2 separate regions of the Anser cygnoides genome follow, and region 2 is linked to region 1. The links are chromatin contacts, called in public Hi-C maps. All regions are on one chromosome and are shown on one strand. Each heading gives the region's core, a stretch centred on a gene start, on an enhancer-like site or on the middle of the called end of the contact. The rest is flanking DNA. Distances are from core to core; before and after follow the strand shown.

Region 1 (4,971 bases), core at 1,150-3,649:
ACTACACACTGCTTCACATGCTTACACAGATCATTGGGATCAAAGGGTCGAGGTGGATCTGGATCCCATTCATCCATGTCAGTGTCTTCCCCGTCTTCATCCTCATCATCATCCTCGTCATCTTCCTCTTTCGTTTCCATCCTTCCCATCTGATTCTGCAGAGGTGCTAAAGGGTCAGAACCATCCACCGCCTCCATAGGAGGTAACACCTGGTTGTGCACCGGTAACGATGCCTGAGGACAGAAGTCACAACAAGAAGTCAAAACTGGTTCACAAGGAAAAACACTCTTACAAGGACAAGCAATGAAGGCTCTTGCTAGTCTACCCTTTCTGCTTCCTTTGGTAGCGGGAGGAGGAAGGGAAGCAAAGCTACCTAACAAATGACTGCCGAGGGATGTTTCACACCCCTGCTGCTGACACTCTCACCCAGGACAGCTCTGTCACTGCCTAATTCAACCCTGGCACAAGGGCTGACTTCAAGGGAGAAGAAACCAAAGCGAGAAGTTTCTGGACGGTTCGTGGAAGGTTTCCAGCAATTAAACAAAGTCCAGGCTCTGTGGAAATTATCCAGAGCCTAAAGCTGTATTTTAGCTTCTTTTGTACGAGTTGGAGAGTCCTGTACTTTGGCACATGATCTTTTCTCTCCTATCGTACAATCAAATGAAAACAATCCCCAGAGCACACATGTAAAGATCAATAAGGGAGGAGATAACACCAGGACTAGATATAATCTATGAGACATGGAAGACGTTTAAGGGCATTGTATTCTCTCACTATTTTTAATGAAGATTTTCCTTTGCTTTCTCTACAAAAAAAGTTAAAAACAACTGGTGTGCGTTGCACAGAATATCCATCACCCACAGAGGTTTCTCAGGTGTAGAACAAGAAACACCACACACAGTAAAGCTGTCTTAAGAGACTGGCAAAAAGACCCAGTGGATGCCGGTCCTATGCGACAGCCAAAGCTACACCTTTCTGTTAACTGTGTTTTTCAAAGCTGAGAAGAGTATTTTAAGGTGGTTGCTCAAGACAGAACAATCTGTAGAACAGGTTTCTCTGTATATTAGGTACATGATCTCTCCTAAAAATCCCCACACATTCCACGGTGAGATGATGGAAGACAGCACAAATCTGTGCTACAGCTTTTTTTTGTATCTCCTCCCATATCGCTCAGACACGGTTCACCACCTGAGACAATGGAGCAACGAAATCAGCGTACTTTCACATTGAAAAGAAAAGGGTGCCTGGCGACTTACTCTATCTGCTTGTTGACCCTGCTCCAGAGCCATTTGCTGGGGGGATTCAGCAACGCTGCCAAGCACAGACAGGTTGGTGGGATTCATGCTCTGAGCAGCAGCAGGCAAGAGCACAGTTACCTAAAATTATAGGCACTCATTTTAGCACTGCATCATTTCCATCAGTCACTTATATACGGGCAGTGCCCTGCATGCAAAGCTCCCTGAAGTCCTACGCTAGGTCAAAAACTGCAGCATTTTAATGATGTTGGTAGCAGGGATGACGGATTTGCACAAAGCCTGAAAAGCCAGGGACAAAGAGAAAAGCGTCAAAACTCCATCTAGGCTTTGCAGCTTTTGGGTTTCTTATGTCCCACTCCTGGCTTTAAATTAAGGTGCCATCCAGCCTGGAATTCAAGCTGACTAAAACCAAACGTGATGAGCTCTTTGGCTCTCGGTAAAACCACTGAGTCAAGTCTTTGTTTTCCTTTTCCATCTCCATCTTATTTTTCCAGAGAAAAGGAAAAAGGAAGAAAGTAAATCTGAAGAAGCATCTTCTCCTGATTTTGCCTGTATTTCTTCTTCTCAAGCAAACCAAGACCCATTATTAAACAAAATGGTGCACAGACCTTGTTGGAAGTTCAAGCACTCCAAAGTGAGAGGATTCCAACAATTATTTATTACATTATTCGGTCAAACCATACTTTTTGAGTTGTTTTTGCACTCATTTATATATGTAGTAAGAAATTCTTGCATACTACTCACATACTGCTCCCATCCAGTGATAAAAAACAAATCAGAATTAAGATCCTAAGAATCACCTCCCCTGTCTTTTGTGTCTTGCTTATCTATACAGCCACTTGCACGGTTATCCTGCATGATTTTTCATCCTTCTCTACAGCTGACATTACGTGGCTACTAGTTTGTGTCTCTGACTTTTAAACAGCTTTTACACGAAAATTGAAGGTCCTGTCCCTCTACAGAGTGTTTAATAAATATCGATAACTGAGAACGGTGAAGTATGCCAACAGTAAAGGAACAGACAAGAAAATCCATAACATAAGCAGACAGTTTTAGAACTTAAATCTAGTTGCTAAAGATATATTAAAAGTAATTTATGAAACTGCTCAAAAATCTACAGAAAAAAAAAAAAAGACTTCAGGGAAGCATGTGAAAGTGAACAGGAAACCTCCAGGACAACGGCTGACCCTGACTGTCTGCTATTGACATTTTTGATGCCAAGTGGCAACAGAAAAGTCATCATTACTCAATAGCACACCTCCAGGTCTGCCAGCAATGAGAAGTTCATACAAGCTTATGTCTATTTGTACCATATATTAGCATTTCTTTCTACTAATCACCCTTCAAACATCTCTACTTTCATTTCCATGTCACTTCCAGACACTGCAAGCAATATAAGCATACAAAAAAGCACCAAAAAAACCCACCACCTTTCCCTTTCTTTTTAAAGTAAATTTTTTTCAGAGACAAGAGGGGCTTTAATTACTATTTTAAGCTTTGTCATTAGTTCAGGGATGTCCTGCATGAAATGCTGATGTAAAAACACCTGCAAAGGCAGTAACTGCCACGAGACCACGCTGCTGGGGCTGCTGTCATGGGGTTGGAAGGGAAGACAGGCTGAGGACACACGGACAAGTATTTATGCCCTTGATACTCAACACATTACAGCAACAGCTCATATCCTCTGCTGTCAGAATGCCATTTACACTGCACGTAAGTATTCTGTCCTTCCAATTTGATCATATATTTACTGATAAAGCTTGTTGAATAAGCTTTGAGACAATCAGATAGCATTTTTTGGCTTCCTTATAAGAGGAGAATGATGTGGTAAAAAAATCCAAAACAACACCTTCAAATATGTTGAGAGAACAGGAAGAAAACAGCTAACACCTTTATTGAGTCATTCAGTTTCCTGCTTGTGCCTCAGTTTAGGCCGCTTCCTTTTCGCAAGAAGAAACTTGATTTTCAATGCACATTCAACCCTTTACTCTGCCCCAAGACTGCCAATAAGTACACATTTTAATGATAGCATTAGTAATATGGTAATGATTCAGACCTAACACTTTGATTCACACATGCCATTAAAAAGTCAACAAGCAGTAATGATTTTAAGTCTCTATGAAAAGAGTAGAATTTGAACTCGAAATCTAGAACTGCAAATACCTACACCTGACCAACACAATGCAGTCTCCAAAGATAATAGTAAAAAATAACAACAAAACTCTCATACCCATACTGAATGAAAAAAAAAAGTCATCAAAACCTTTGTATCATCAAAACTTTATAAGCAAAGCCTCCAGTTTTGTTCTGCTCCCAGTCCACTTCATACTGGCATACACATCAGACAGAACGCCTGGGATGCCCTGGTAAGATAAGGGAACCAGTAATTGAATTTCTTCAGGTTTCATGGTTATTTTCCTGTGAAGTTTCTGGTAGATCTGAAACTTGAATCAAGACCAACTTCTATCCCTTGAAAGCCTTTAATGAACATTTAGGCTTTTGGATCAGAATCTGCATGAGGACAACCACAAACACAGTCTTCCCAGAATGACATTAAAATAAAGTCAGCTGCATCAGTCTGTCGACTTATTTAAAGCAACACTGTTGAAAGTTTTTTCATGATATCTGTGGCAGTAAATTTGTAGTTTTGCTGAACAAGAATTAAAAATTAAATTCAAATTCTCTTATCTTTTCATTGACATTCATGCACAAAGAAGTCAAGATAATAGCAGCTTGTTAACATGCACTTCTTGCTCATGATCACTCAGACGACTGTCAATGGCTGAAGACTGCCGTTCGACAAATCCAGAGAGAGAGCTCATTATGCTCTATCACCACAACAATGTCCCTGTACCTTCTGTACCAGTTTCCTTACAGTTCCAGGGCCAGAGAAAATGATGTCTTTCTTACCTGCTGTGTAGTGGCATCCTGTTGGACGTAAGCCACTTGGGACGGATCTGTAAACAGAGTCTAGACAAAGTGAAAAAGGCTTATCAAATTGGCCTCGGGGTTGTTTACTCCCACCTCACACAAATATCACCCTGACACCAAGAAATGATCCATGTAAGAATAACTCCTTTGCTAGATTTTAACACAGCAGATGAATTAATCTTAACCATGTGAATCTACACGCACAGAAGTTAAACTGAAATTGGGTACTGCTCCTGAAAAACAGTATCACATTTATGTTGCACTTCTCATCTATATATCCAAAATGCTTCATGTGATTTATTTTAAAACACAGAAATCACTTTGTGAATTGATGATTCGATAAATTCTACAGGATGAAATGCTGTGTGAAAGCTAAATAATACTGAGGGCAGGACAGAAGATAACTCTTAACTTTATCTTTCCGCAATCACAACAGAGCTCTTCAAAAGAGAGCACGCAGATATCAGGCACATCCTCCATGTGAATTTGCTATGGCTAGGGTGTTGGGTTTTATTTCATAAAAGACATGGCAACACCAATATTCCTATGGTAGTCTGCAAGAACAGCCCTGGTGGGAGAGCTTCCATCTAGGAAGAGCAAAACTTGGAGGAAAACTATGCACTGACAGTGGTCAGCCTTGCTTGTTTTGCCAACATTCAAAATACTAAAGCTTGAAGCAGTCTGGCACCAATAAAATAAAGAATATATAATGATATAAGAAGATATAAGAAGAATTCCCTCGTTGCTTTTTGATGATTTCATCCCAATTGCATGGCAGTGTCTT
Region 2 (4,971 bases), core at 1,272-3,771, 120 kb after region 1:
TCCCCTATCTCGTGTCCCGGCCACCCGCTGTCTGTGCTCTGCCCCGTGCCGTTACCAGCTCGGTCCTGTTTGTCTGTGCAGACCCAGGGGCACTTCTAACGAGAGCAGCACTTCCATTAGCTCCCCTGGGAGCTGGATCCCTAATGCATTAACGTCAGCCTGAAACCCCACTCTGAACCATTTCATCCCATTATCACCAGGTTTTCTTGTATTTCTGCCTCCATCCACACTGGGCAGTGTTGGTGACACTGAGCAATCATATTATTTGTTACTAATACTCCCAAGCCTGGCTGCATCTGCAAAACCAAGAAAGCAACTTTTCTGCCTATAAAAGGTAGTTTGGGGGTTTTGTCTTAGGTTACAAATCATCAGCGGCATTGGAACCTGCTGGGCCCAGTTGCGGGGGAATAGCTGAAGGACCTTCCATTGCTGGAGCTTGTACAGCAGGAGTGGATGGAGGCATGAGATAGACTGAGCACATCCTAACACACAGGCTTGCCATTAGGTTTGCAGTGGGAAAATTAAACCTGGAAGTTCAAAGTGATGAAAGCTTCCAGCGTGGTCTGTGTAATAGACAAAACAGACCTTAATGAAAAGAGACATTGGGGGAGAGAAACCGAAAGGAGAGGAGTTTTTTTTTGCTCCCTGCTGCCACCCTTCCTCTGCTGGCCTTCTGCTGTGCCGCTGTTTGGTTTGGTTGTGCTCGATTTTACCCCACCAGAGCGGCCGTGGTGAGGGACGTGAGCCCAGGACCCCAGAGCAGCGACCGCCCTCCAGCTCAGCCACAGCCCAGCGGAGAAAGCTGAGCAATAAAACAAATTACCCGAAGCCATCTTAATTACACAGGCTCAGAGCAGGCGCTTTGTCATCTTTTGTTTCTCTTTACTACGTGCATTTGCTTATTTGTGGTTTTAAGGAAACAGGGTCTGACTTTAAAAATGATCTCTTTTGGGAAATGCGTGTTACCATCCTAAAAGCCATTTTTCTTGGCCTCTGCGTTAGGGATTAAAGTGCTTTCTGAAGGTAGAGGTTGCCATAGGACTCGCCTTGCCAAGGTCTCGCCTGCTCCGTGATGCACGGTGATGAAATCGCCTTGACTCCGCGAGCCCCTATTACCTCATGGGTACCAGCACACAGCCGTGACCCCAAACCAGCATTGCTGCCACCAGAAACGCCGCCAAGTCCGTATTTTCTGAAGACGAGACAATTGCACGTCCTAAAATTGTCCCAAAGCTGGCGCTTGCTGCCGTCTCTTTAACAACTAATCTGTGGCTGCTCCCTGCTCCTCATCCTCTGTCCTTCCTCCCCTGCCATTTATCGGGGGGAGCCCAGCCCTAACGAGCATCCCTTGCCCAGGGGAAGGAGCCCCCTTGCCTTGCCTGGGCTCCCCAGGGGATATTTTGGGCAGGCCCACCATACGACACAGGCTGAGTGCTGCCTTTGACAACCCTCAAGGAAAAAGCTTTCCCCAAAAAAACTATTGAAGAGACTGTTTCAGTTTCAGCATATTCAAGGCACAGCCAATTAATCACCTTAAACACCCTCACCTCCGCCTGCTGCGCGGTGCCGGCGTGCCTCGGTTTATCGGGTACCTGCGGCTGCCTGGCTTCAAGCTCTGGCACTGCCCTGCTCACACCAAAACGCTGTTAGGTTTGGTGACGTGCTGGTAGGAAGAAGGAAGAAACCTCCTGCAGCGGCGTCCTGCTGAGGGAGGCACCGGCTGTGGAGAAGGGCAGTTCCCGGACTCATTTCCTCCTCACCTGCCCCGTTTTCAGGTACTAAAAGAGACCGTTCAGGGCAGTTCTGCAGGGAGAGGAGGGTGGGGGAAGACTTTCTGCTTCAGCGCACGTAGGGCGATTTCGGTCCAGCTCTTGGACAGGGCCTTTGTGTTTCGTTTGGCTGGGAGCAGAGCGAGCAGCCGGGGAGGGCTTCTCGCAGGCAGCCCAGCGAGGTGCGCGGGGGGCTCGTGGGGACCCCCGGGCTGCCCCTGTCTCACCTCTGCTGCCTTCAGCCCCCTGTATCATGTTCAATTTCCAACTTTCTCCCCAGACAGTGCCGCTGCCACCTCCCACCGCCCGGCAGAGGCAGCAGCAAGTCCCTGCCTCCGCCACCCCACTGCACCCCGTTACACCAGGACACCCCATTGTGCAGAGCCCCCCCCTCCACGTCACTCACCCGAGGGGAGCTGGTCCAGCCTCACCCACCCCAATCCCTCACCTCCCTCCTCATCGCTTTGGTCCAGACACCGAATTTGGGGGTCCCCCACCCCGCCCCACCTGGGAACCCAATCCATGGAGCTTCCCAGCCACCCGACACGAGGCCCCACTCCAAAAAGGAGACGGGGTGTATTTGCCCACCCCATCTCCCACCGCATTTTCCCCCACGAAGCCCCTTCCCGCGGCCGCCCCTCGGTACCTGCCCGGCCGCTCCAGCCGCACCTGTGCCCAGGTGAGCTGCGCTCCGCCCCGCGGCCCTGCCCGTGCCTCGCCCCGCTGGCTCCACGCTCCAGCTGAAATCTTTAACCCCAAATCCCCATTTCTTTACTCAAGTATCAAATATCCTTCTCCAGACCCTCCCCCTGCATCGCTGTCCTTGTGCAGGGTGCATGGGGCATCACCCCCTCCCACCCCATCCCTCCCCCCTCCCCCTTTCACAGCCCCCAAAATGCTGGGACATTGAGGGGGGACCCACCAAACAGCTTCACGGCTTCTGTGTACTTCATTTTCCCTGCGTCCCAGGTTGTGATAGATGCTCCTCCAGGGATCCGCGATCATAACCCATATTTCAACTCCGAACGCAATTTTCTGACCAGACCTCCTATAAAATGTAGTTTATTCTTAATAATACTTTCCACTTTCATCTCCAGCCCTGCAAGTGCTTTACAAATGTTAAATAATTAACCCCCACGACACCCTTGGGAGAGAGGTAAGCATTATTATCGCTATTTGTAACAGAAGCACTGACAGAGCCTTCTGTGCTATAGCCCCGCCAGCCCTTGGTTTAACTCACTTTTATGGAGCAGCTCAGGTACTTACATCACCGGCAGCAAATACACCTGCCGCAGGGAATTTGTAGTGAGAAAGCCGAGTCGTACTGTCCGGGCACATTTTTAAATATATCCACTGCATTTCATAAATGACTTCGCAGTTAGAAGCACTGTCTAGCTATCCCCTGGCACTTTTTTTTTTCTTTTTTCTTTTTCCAAGTGGGGCATTTATTAAAACCAAATCTATTCGCTCACCCCATCTTGTGCTGTTTTTTTAAACAGGCGTCTTCTTGTAAAAATAACGCCCCGTTAATTCATCTTCGCTCCCCTCTTCTAGAGGTGCGTGCTGCTGGAGTCGGGGGAGGAAGAAAGCATCCTGCAGGCATCCTCTCCCCGCTGATTTTATCAGCTTCTCGTCCTGACAGCTGCTGCGGCATTGGGGTTGGATGCCCGAGCTCTGCATGTTCGTTCAGGTGGGCGACTCACATTTTCCATAGAGAAAAGCCAAGCTGCAGGCATTTCTCTGCTCCAGCTACGTAGCTCCTCCATTAATTTTTTTTCATGGATGCCCTAGGAACCTGCTGCCATTTTAACTCCAGTCCTGTGAGCCTGGAATAAATCAGAATAAAATGGGTTAAGGATCAGGACCCTTTTACATCATCTCTGCAGCAGACACATGGGGGTCTTTAGGTTTATCCCCAAAGCCCTGCACCTGAAAGGGAGGCTGAGCAACTAATGAGAGGAAAATGAGTGTGATGTGGAGGGCCTGGAAATGTAACTAATTACTTAGCTGGGGAGGTGCAGTTCTCCTGAGCAAGTTTATGAAACAAACAAACAAAACCAAACAAACAAAAAAAACCACAGGGTGTCCAGAATTGTAAATGAAGCACCAAAAGTGCTGTGCAAAAATTTGCATTGCTCTTCCATTGACAATGAAATTCCAGGTTGCTAGACTGGGTTTATAAATCCCACGGCTCCCCTCATCTCAGAGGGCTCAGTTTAGCTACTCGGGCAGAAACCTGACTCTGAAATTGAAATGTGCCCTTAGCGAATGCTCTGCTGCCTGTTGCTGGTGTTCCTTGTATACCAGGAAATTTGCACTGCAAAATATTTGCAGAACGAAACCATGGTGCCTGTGGGGGGTGGATTTTACTATAAGGAAATAGGAAACCTCTGCGTGCGTATTTATGGTGGCAAACACCATCCCTGAGCAGGTGGCTAGTCTGAATCTGAATGTGTTCAACCTCTTCAACTTCCCCATGGTTCACAGCAACCATTTCCTAGTAAAACACAGACAAAAAGTCAGCTAATTTACAGCTATACCTCCGCTAATGTTCAGCAACCCCTTAAAACCTTCGCAGCTCCTTCAATGACCTTGAAATCACACATAAAGGCTGGACCTCATCCAGCCTGCGTCCAGATTTTGGCTTCTCACCAGCCACAGACGTGGGGCTCCCACCCAAGGTGGGACTTGGGGTGACCCCGCTGCATGTCACAGGCAGCAGAAACAAGCCAGGGCTCGAGTCCTGATCGGCAGCTCGCCCAAACTTTGTTACCTTGACGTGAAACCAGTCCTGGCACAAATTCATGATTCCTAGTCCAGGATGTACAAAATAGCTTGGAAAGGGATCAGAATTAATTGCTCGGAGAAATGGGGGAAGTGCGGAGCGTTATAGCCAGGAAATGAGTTCCCTCGTTTCCGTGTGCTGGCACAGGGGACGGGTGCAAGCCCCCTGCCACACGGACGCACAGCCAGAGGTGAGCTGCGTGGCTTGGCTGAGACTTTAGGATGTGGGGAAACTGGAAAGTGGTCTGGAGAGCTGCATGGCACACCCGCCCAGACATAGACACTTTCATGGTTCCCCCCCCGGGTCATCGATGTTGTTCCAGCCGCAGTAGGTAATTACATCTTGTACTCCTTTCACCTGTGCAGAAGTGTTATGGGTGCACACAAACCCCACCTAAATGAGCGGGTGCTGTGCAGC

Evidence for each region. Hi-C and Micro-C count contacts between places; a contact is called where the count stands out from the background.
Region 2: a contact with region 1 is called in a Hi-C map of liver, with 2.6 times the contacts expected there. The contact joins the promoter of LOC106040637 here to the enhancer-like site in region 1. A contact is called at or near these places in 2 of 7 Hi-C or Micro-C datasets (both in liver).

What each region holds. Positions count from the first base shown.
Region 1 is chr21:7,807,317-7,812,287 of Taihu_goose_T2T_genome, forward strand. PRDM10 (PR/SET domain 10) reads right to left here. Exons shown (of 23, transcript XM_066981205.1): 4 at 4,167-4,226; 5 at 1,257-1,376; 6 at 26-233. Among named protein-coding and RNA genes, the nearest start is that of PRDM10, 15 kb to the right of the region's middle. Within about 2 kb of position 2,400, at least 1 of the 3 cell types and tissues checked has open chromatin away from gene starts, as enhancers often do. A contact at or near this core is called in liver, where this site is marked.
Region 2 is chr21:7,926,143-7,931,113 of Taihu_goose_T2T_genome, forward strand. LOC106040637 (transmembrane protein 45B-like) reads right to left here and starts at 2,522. Exons shown (of 6, transcript XM_048063276.2): 1 at 2,416-2,522. It overlaps LOC125182761 (a long non-coding RNA gene), which reads right to left. Exons shown (of 4, transcript XR_007163275.2): 4 at 2,684-3,595.